Linked DNA regions of Mus musculus: regions 2 and 3 are each linked to region 1. Evidence: chromatin contacts called from public HiChIP or PLAC-seq data. All regions are on one chromosome and are shown on one strand. The core of a region is the stretch at or near the end of the contact, and the rest is flanking DNA. Distances in the headings are between cores, read along the strand shown. Region 1 has its middle 16 kb from the start of Gm39609. Region 2 has its middle 3.7 kb from the start of Gm51939. Region 3 holds the start of Ehbp1 (EH domain binding protein 1).

Region 1 (2,700 bases), core at 189-2,688:
CCATAAGTACTTCTCCTTTTGCTTGTATTGACCCACCCCTCCGGCTGATAAGTGTCTGTACTTCCCCTTTTGCTTGTGCATTTAAGCCTTGGACCTTTCTCAATACATTGGGGTCTTGATACAACTTCAGAACGGTTTCCGTGTCATTACTCGTACAAGACCCTCATCTCTCTCTACCCCCCATTTGGTTATTAGGAGGAGGTCCCCTCGAGATCCTCGAATAACTGGACCTGCTGGATGGGTCACCTACTGAGGTGATGCAATACCATGACCAGAGCAACTTATAGAAGAAAGCATTCATTTAGGTCTTACAGGGTTAGCACCTATGGCCCTATTGATAGGGAGCATGGTAACAGATAGGTATGCTGGAGCAGTAGCTGAGAGCTCATATAGCAAGGGGGGGAGGAAGAAGGAGAAGGAGAAGGAGAGGGAGAGGGGAGAGAGAGAGAGAGAGAGAGAGAAAATTTGGAATGGATTTGAAATGAAACCTCAAAGCCCAGCCCCAGTTATATACCTCCTCCAACAAGTTCTTATCCTTCCCAAACAGTTCTAATAACTGGGGACCAAGTATTCAAATATATGAGCCAATGGGGGGAATTCTCATTCAAACCACCAATTGTGCTGACTTAAAAAATAATAATAATTCAGAACACTAAAAACAAGCAGCAAGTATGCTGTACACATGTATGCTTAAAGAGGCATGGCATTAGCAGGGTCTCAATGGTCTGCTGCCACACCTGATCACCTGGCTTCAATTCTTAGAACCCACATGGTGGAAGGTGAGAACTGACTCAAGGTTGTCCTTGGAATCCTATACATGTGCCATAATACATGTTCATACACACAAGATAAATAAATCAAAATGTAATTTTAACAAACATTTTTTCAGAAAGAAGTAGCAAAAAACCCCACAAAAACAAAAAACTCTATGCGTCTCTGTTTAACTTAGAATGGACTCTGGCTGACAGAATTGCTGTAGCTAAGAGACATGCTCTGCCCATGAGGGGTCCTCTCTGGGTAAGTTGCCAACCTCCACTGCTCAGTGAACCTCATGGACTCCCTCCCAGCTTCTGTGCTCTTTGTTTGTTAGCAGTGAAAGGAATTAGAACTACAAAGGAGGCGCTGGCATTAGTGTGCTTGTGAACTCCAAGTCATCCAAGTAACAGTGCAGAGCCTCCTGCATAGGAATCATGTGACATTTCAGACAGCAATAGGGTGACTTTTACACAAGGACACAGCCTTAGCCTATTCAGTATTGTCTCCTTAACCCCGACCTCAAAGCTGGAAGACTTCATGACAACCAGAACTTGGCCAGCCAAAGCTTCAGAAAGCCAAGACTTTTGAGGTTGTGACTATCATCTCTCCCAAGTCTGGGCATGAGATGAAAATTCTATGCCTAAGCCTCTAAAATCTCAGCTAGGCACCTCCTCTATGTGGTGCTGTTCCACTGAAACAATGCAGCTGCTGTAGCTGGTTTGCCATGCATCCTGGATCTTTTTTTCCAAGCCTGTGGAGGTTTCCAAGATTGCTGTGATTTTCGCTGGCACTCAGACCACTGGCCCTGCTGCAGCTCCAGTGCTCATCAGCTTGGTCTGCTGGGTTTCCCTGAGTGGTCCTCTGGCCTGGAATACAAAAGAAGCTGGAAGCAACTGCTGGGGCATGTGTATTCGTGGGTTTGGTGTGACTGCTTGGGCATGCGTGTTGTGGGCTTGGTCCTGGAGTAGACTGTGGAAGCAGCCTTCGAGACATTTAACTCCTTTCACCAAAGAAAAGAAAGCTTGTTGTTGATTGACAACACTAATCAGTCTTAAGGATTGTATGTATATCAGGTGGGATTCCCAAGTAGAAAGAAGCAAGACGAGTATTCCCTTCTGTATGAGCAGTGCCAGAGGAACCAGCCATTTGTTGGGGAAAGTTTTCTTAACAAGGCTATATAACTCAGGATGAGTCCTTGGTAAGGGCATAAGCGTTTAGGAAGCAGTGGAGTATATATATATATATATATATATATATATATATATATATATATATATGTAATGTAATGCTGTCACAAGGAAAGATGTTCAGAAGTTGGCAAACCCTGGGCAAACCTTTTTGGAGATAAATCAGCTGGGAATACATCCTAACCAATATATAGTCTGCCCTTGAACCAAAACACAAATTTAAAGTAACTTGGCAATGGTTACAAAAACGTACCATAGTTTAGTATGAGCTCTCAAAGAAATAAGTTTGTAATCGGTTCTTCTTTCTCCAAAGAACAGTAAAAAGCCCACAGCTCTATAAAGCTGGTGAGCCTCAACAGACATTGTAAGTCTAATTGAAGCTAGAAACGTTTTTTCCAAGTCTCTCTGCTGCTTTCCTAATACATTCCAGGGAATCTTGTCTTTTCTAGTCACCATAAAGGGAAAGAGACAAAGTGGGTAACTGAGAAGGTTCTTACAAGGAGGGACTCAGGTGGAAAATGTTCTATCTATGAGCAAGGTGATTGCAAATGGTGCCTGCTGGGACATAAAGGTCATAGCAAGAGATACTAGTCTGGTTTGGAGAGGGGCAGTAGGTCCAGAAAGACTTGTTTATACATCGTGTTTGTTTCTTTCTAAGAAAGATTTAGTTTACTTGTATGTTGATAGGAAAAGTCATAAGGCACAGAGAAGCTGTAGTACTCTTCTCTCTGTTGGGGGTGTGAGGTGAAGATGAGGT
Region 2 (2,700 bases), core at 39-2,538, 130 kb after region 1:
GACCTTTTGATGGAGAAGGCAGGTCTGAAAAGGTTGACTTTCTTTGCAATTCTGGGCTAAGGCTCAGTGCTAAGAACACATACCTGCATTCCACATAGCGTGCATGATCCTCACTGTAATAGCTGAGATCTTAAAGTTCTGAGGCCAGCCCTGTAAGCAACCTGAAGCTGTAAGACTAGGAATTCCAGGTATGCAAAAGACCCCAGATACGACCTCCCACCTGCAGAAGTGCACATCCAAAAAAAAAAAAAAAAAAAAGTGGTTTTTGCCTTTAAAAGCCACTCCTCCTTTTTGCTGGACCTCAGTCTCCAATCCAAACAAGGCGACTGGTCAGCTGCAGCTTAAATAAAATTTAACCAAGTTAAATTCAGTAAAGCTGGGCAGTGGTGGCACAAGCCTTTAAAGAACTTGGAAGGCAGAGGCAGGCAGATCCTGAGTTCTCGGCCAATCAGGTCTACAGAGTGATTTCCAGGACAGAGAGACCTTATCTTGAAACACTCAGTACTGCAGATTGCTACCCTCTACAGTCTGTTTAGCATGTTTAGTGGGTTTTAATATGTTAGTCTAGATGCCTCTGTGTGCTTCTTGTCAGGGTCTTGACACCAGTAATTCTGTTGTGAGCATTTTCTCAATTTGCCAAAGATGTCTAATGTAATTCTTGGCATCCATTGGGTGACACACTAGAAACTGGAAAAATCCAAAATCAACCACCCCATTGCCCAGTGGTATGTTAATTAATATCATATAATATTAATCTAGAAATATTTTGAGTGGATAGACCAGACAGCAGACCAGACCAAGGTGGTTCCACATGGGAGAGGTTTGGGGGCAGCGAAGCAGGTAGAAGGGCAGAGAAAAGGAAAAAGAGAGAAAGGAAGAGGTGACTTCCTAATTTATATAGAAAATGATGTCATGCCAGTGAGGGTGGGAACTGAGCCAAATGGGTTGTGGGATTGAGGGTCGTTGTCCTGGCAACGCAGGTCAAGGGTCACATTGTTAGGCCGAGGCTTGGAGTGTCCTGGTACTAACACCCAGTGCCCAGAAATAACCCTGAAGAGTCCCTGATGGTCCTGGAATTTTGGTCAACTGGAAAAGGAGGTTGTCAGCTAGCAGATCTTCCAGCCCTAAGCTCAGTCAGCTCTGTGAGGCTTGGAGTAAATCCAAATAGCTTTATTTGGGAGCCAGACAGGAAAGGTTCCAGCCAGACCCAATGAGTACACATCCTTCACACACTGGGTTTATTCTTTAGTAGTGAACTAAAATCGTTCTGAGCCCAATGTCTGCAGGAATAAAATGGACAAGGACTGTGAAGGAGCTGTCGTGTGGGCTGCAGGCCCTGAGGCTCTGCCGAGGCTTCCCATGGCCACGTCTTTTTACTAAAGAGGACTATTTGTGGAATCATTTGGATCCCACTGACAGTCTGGCACTTTTGCTAGAAAATGTACAGAGCTCTCTTTGAGACAGGATCTTGACATGGCCCTGACTGGACTGGAACCTGCTGTGTGGAGAGGCTGGCTTCAAGCTGATGGCAAGCTTCCTGCCTCTGTCTTCCAAATGCTGGGATTACAAGGTACACCACACCTGACAGCCCTGCAAAGGTTAGCTTGTTCTATGCAAATGTTTGAAAAGCCTGCATAAATAATCAATGAGCCAAACTATCCCCACATTCCATAAAGAACTCCAAATTCCTCCAGATTTCCTGAAAGAAAAAAAAATCTGTACTCCCTCCATATCCTCAGTTACCCGATGCTGGGGCTAAAACTTCACCAAGCTCTGCTTAGGGGCCTGGGGCTTCAGACTGCTCCACCCCCACCCCACCCCAACCCCCTCCAGCACCCACTCGCCCCTCCTCTCTCCCATGTCTGTGGAATGCCAGGATCCTGGACTCTGTGTCCTGATAGGATTAAGGCATGCTGATGAGGCTATGTATCCCTCTGCCAGATGGACTGAAAGGCTATGGGCTGACCACAATCAGCACTTGGAAAAGGAGCCCAGCCATTAAATGCTTTTCTGCAAGCAAGTTGTCAGCAAACAGCAGGAAGCCCAGCCCCATGTGCTGGGCACAAGATCCTCCCTTCTCCTAGACACCGGACAAGTCCTGTCCTTCCAGACTCAGCCCCAGCTCCATGCCCATCATCTATGCCTTTCAAATGAATTTATTGAATGACTCCTTGTTAGGTTTCAAACCAGGACAGATGGCTGAGGAGTCTATTTACATAGCAAAGCAGACCTGGCCTCCAGACTTTCCCTGTCCCTGTTCTCTCAGTCCCTACCTGTTACAGGGTTTGGCTGGCATACCCCATCCTCTGCCCTGAGCTCTCCAGCCCAGAGGCTGAGCTGTCTTTCCCCACAGAAGTTTTTCACTATAATCCAGCTATTTGGGTCACCAGCGTCATTTGTACCTTTAGCCTCTTAGATGCTTCACCTGGTGTCCCATCTCCCTGCATGTGCCAGCTCAGTCCACTCTGGACTCTCCCAGATGTGTCTGCCTCACTCTCTCTTTTATCTACAATAAGCTTTTCCTCTACCATACCTCTCCTTTCCTTTCCTCTTTATATATTTCTTTTTTTCTTTTCATTGACCCCTGGTGTCTAGGAATGGGCTAGGGATGGCGATAGAGAGATGAACTCTGCATTCCCTATTTGCAGGGGGCTTCCAGTCTCAGAAGCCTCCTCTAACCACTCCAACCCACAAGCAGTG
Region 3 (2,731 bases), core at 138-2,637, 170 kb before region 1:
CTGGCTACCAAAAGACCCACAGTCCAAGCTACAGGATGGTTAGGCAACAAGACATTAATCTACCCCTAAGCACGTCTTACCATTTCTTTGTACATTCAACCATCAGCTCCTGGTAGGAGGCCACAAACTGGAACTTGGATGCATGTTTTCCCACACGCTGCAGTCGCTTCCAAACTGAAGCCATGGTGATAGGCCAAGAGACTGGAACAGTTCTGGATTAGCAACACAGCAGCTTTGATAAAGCACACGAGCCTTGCATGTATGTCAGTACTTTCAACAAAAACTAGAACTTGAAATGATGCTTGGCGTCCATAAGTCTTCTCCCTGTCTCACAGGGTAAATCCTATCTTAGATCAATGGCCCAGTCAAGAACAGCTGATGTACAGGACAGGATGACTGAGAGGAGGTTCCCTCATGGAGACATCATCATTCCACTTCAGGGACTATATGACGTGGGTTCTGGAGAACTGAAAAGCAAAACACAGACAGAAAGAGAAAGAATATGAGGACAGACGCATGAGAAGTGTTAGATAAGACCGAAACAACCTCTGCTATCTGCGTGGTTTTCAAACAATGAAACAAAACCCCGGCCTCAAAAGCCAGTAACATCAAGGATGGAAGATACTAAGGAAGAAATGACAAATCACACCGAAGACAGGCGGCAATACACCAGGTTGTCAGAACCAACAATTGAGAGATGCCAGTCGGGCCCTGCCTTCCCTACCTAGCATAGCAGAAGGAAGAACAGGGCGGGAAAGTCAGGATGCTGTTTGATATATCTACCACCAGTTAGGAGTTATTTTTTAAATAAACTTTATTTTTCAGCTGATAATGAATAGCCTCGAGCTACTGAATATGTACTTAGCACAACCAGGGTGCAGGGAGAAATGCTGGTTCTGTAGGAGAGGGAAATGGATGGAGAACTAGCAGTGGAGGGAAATCTCACGGCAGAGAGAGGGCAAGGTCCCAGCTCCAGGCCACTTTGCTTCCCCTTCACCTTGGCTGCCAGGAGGAGGGGAATGGAAACTCCTGCCTGGGCTTGAAGCGATGACCAGCCAGGCCAATGGACAGTGCGAGGTGCGGTGCCTCCCTCCCCCATCAGGGGCAGCCGGCCTGAGCCTCGCCTCCTCACGCACCGAGTGCAGACCCCTGTCTCTCCGCAGAGACAGGCGTTGCCAGCTGCGGTCCCTGTCACCCAAGCCTTGCTGTTAGACCCCAGCCTCGGTCCCCGAACCCCGGCCCCTCCGCTCGTCCACTCCAAGCCCTCCTCACACCTCTAATCCCGCTGTCCCCTCCTTAGAGCCGCTCCTCGGTCGCCGCCGCCTCAGAAGCAGCTACCGCCACCGAGTCCTCCATCCCTGCTGGAGCCGCGTGGAACAGCGAAGCCCGGCGCGGTGCTCGTTTGCGGGAGCCGGGGTCTGCAGCTTCCCGGGCGGACGACGCCCGCCCCCTCCCGGAGCAGCGCCCCCTCCCCGGCAGAGCGCCCAGCGACCGTCCCCCTCCGGCCCGCCCGCCCGAGCGAGCCCTGCCAGAGCCGCGGTTCAGCGCCCAGATCCCCCTCCCCCGCCTCCCTCGGCCGCCACCACCATCATTACCTCCCCCGCCGCACCTCTCACACTAACCCTACCCACGGCGGCTCAACCTCCGTCCGCCTCGCCGCCATTGGCCGAGTCTGCGGGAGCCCCGCCTCCTCGGCGGGCGGGCCTTAGGACGAGCGAGGCACTCCATTGGTAGATCTTCATGCCGGTCATAGGGGATCCACCCCCCCAGTTTTTTTTTTTCCCTTAGGTGGAACCCGCCCGGTCTACCCTCTTCTTCTTTAAAAAAAAAAAAGTGTAAATCACGAAGGACGATCCCGCCCATTCCCTGGAATGGTTGAGGGCAGCGGGAGGCGGGAGGACTAAGAATGTTTATAGTGAACTGGAAAGCCATTGCAGAAGGTGGCTGTCCGTCAAAGGCGCCGTGGCTGCTGGGCAGGGTTTCTGGCTCCTGGTGTATGAACTGAGCAGAGTCTGATTCCAGCGGCTGCCAGAGACACTGAGGTGCTGTGGTTTCTCTCCTATTCTCTCCCATCCCCACCCACGAACTGGCTGCTCCTCTCCTGCGCCACTAGCAGCCAGCGGTTTTGCACACACAGCCTTTATTTCACTCAGTTCTTTCCGAGTTTTTCCCTGACCTTGCCAGGAGCCTGCCCCAGGTTCAAGGAGGGCTAAACTGGACATAAATGTTTACAGTACAGTCTCTTCTTGTCCTCATTCTCAGCATTTCTTTGAATCTTGCATTCTCGTGTTCCTTTGCGGTCTCATTATCCTCTGGTATGAGCTGTGGGTGGATTAGGGAGTGGTTGACTATGTGGAAAGGGTGGTTAAAGGCAAGGGAGAGGACGAAATAACTTAATAGTTTGAGAGCAATGTTGTTTACGTCTATTAAGAGGCAGCTGACATGGCCTGAAACTGTATTTCCAGAGGTTAGCATGGTTTTCCTGCTTCAACATCCAGGTTACTGAGATCGCTGAGATGTTAGGTGTACACCCTTGACATCACAAGTATATAGCACAAGATCCCTTTTGAGGCTGTGAAAGCTATAGACTTCTCAAGGGGCAGAAAATATCCATCCTATCCAAAAAACAAAAATTTGCTTTCAGCCTTAGATGTTTCACAGACATCTAAGGTGTAGAGAAAGAATGAAGAATAAAATTACAACTTTTCGGGACTAAACAGTAAAGTCAAAT

What was found. HiChIP or PLAC-seq counts read pairs in DNA pulled down with a chosen protein or histone mark.
Region 2: a contact with region 1 is called in an H3K27ac HiChIP or PLAC-seq map of neural progenitor cells, with 4 times the contacts expected there. The contact joins two enhancer-like sites. A contact is called at or near these places in 1 of 15 datasets of contacts at CTCF or cohesin (the NIH/3T3 cell line), 3 of 484 Hi-C or Micro-C datasets (the 3T3-L1 cell line, the HL-1 cell line and uterus) and 3 of 115 datasets of contacts at active chromatin or transcription factors (embryonic stem cells, neural progenitor cells and stem cell-derived neural progenitor cells).
Region 3: a contact with region 1 is called in an H3K27ac HiChIP or PLAC-seq map of neural progenitor cells, with 4 times the contacts expected there. The contact joins the promoter of Ehbp1 here to the enhancer-like site in region 1. A contact is called at or near these places in 6 of 484 Hi-C or Micro-C datasets (cerebral cortex, muscle stem cells, myocytes and 1 more), 5 of 115 datasets of contacts at active chromatin or transcription factors (astrocytes, embryonic stem cells and neural progenitor cells) and 1 of 9 other capture datasets (pancreatic islet).

Annotation. Positions count from the first base shown.
Region 1 is chr11:22,457,988-22,460,687 of GRCm38.p6, forward strand. No RefSeq gene overlaps it. Among named protein-coding and RNA genes, the nearest start is that of Gm39609, 16 kb to the left of the region's middle. Within about 2 kb of position 1,439, at least 27 of the 459 cell types and tissues checked have an H3K27ac peak or open chromatin away from gene starts, as enhancers often do. A contact at or near this core is called in astrocytes, muscle stem cells, neural progenitor cells and 1 more, where this site is marked.
Region 2 is chr11:22,586,788-22,589,487 of GRCm38.p6, forward strand. No RefSeq gene overlaps it. Among named protein-coding and RNA genes, the nearest start is that of Gm51939, 3.7 kb to the left of the region's middle. Within about 2 kb of position 1,289, at least 94 of the 459 cell types and tissues checked have an H3K27ac peak or open chromatin away from gene starts, as enhancers often do. A contact at or near this core is called in neural progenitor cells and stem cell-derived neural progenitor cells, where this site is marked.
Region 3 is chr11:22,285,408-22,288,138 of GRCm38.p6, forward strand. It overlaps Ehbp1 (EH domain binding protein 1), which reads right to left and starts at 1,388. Exons shown (of 25, transcript NM_153078.4): 1 at 1,275-1,388; 2 at 81-467. The coding sequence starts at 184.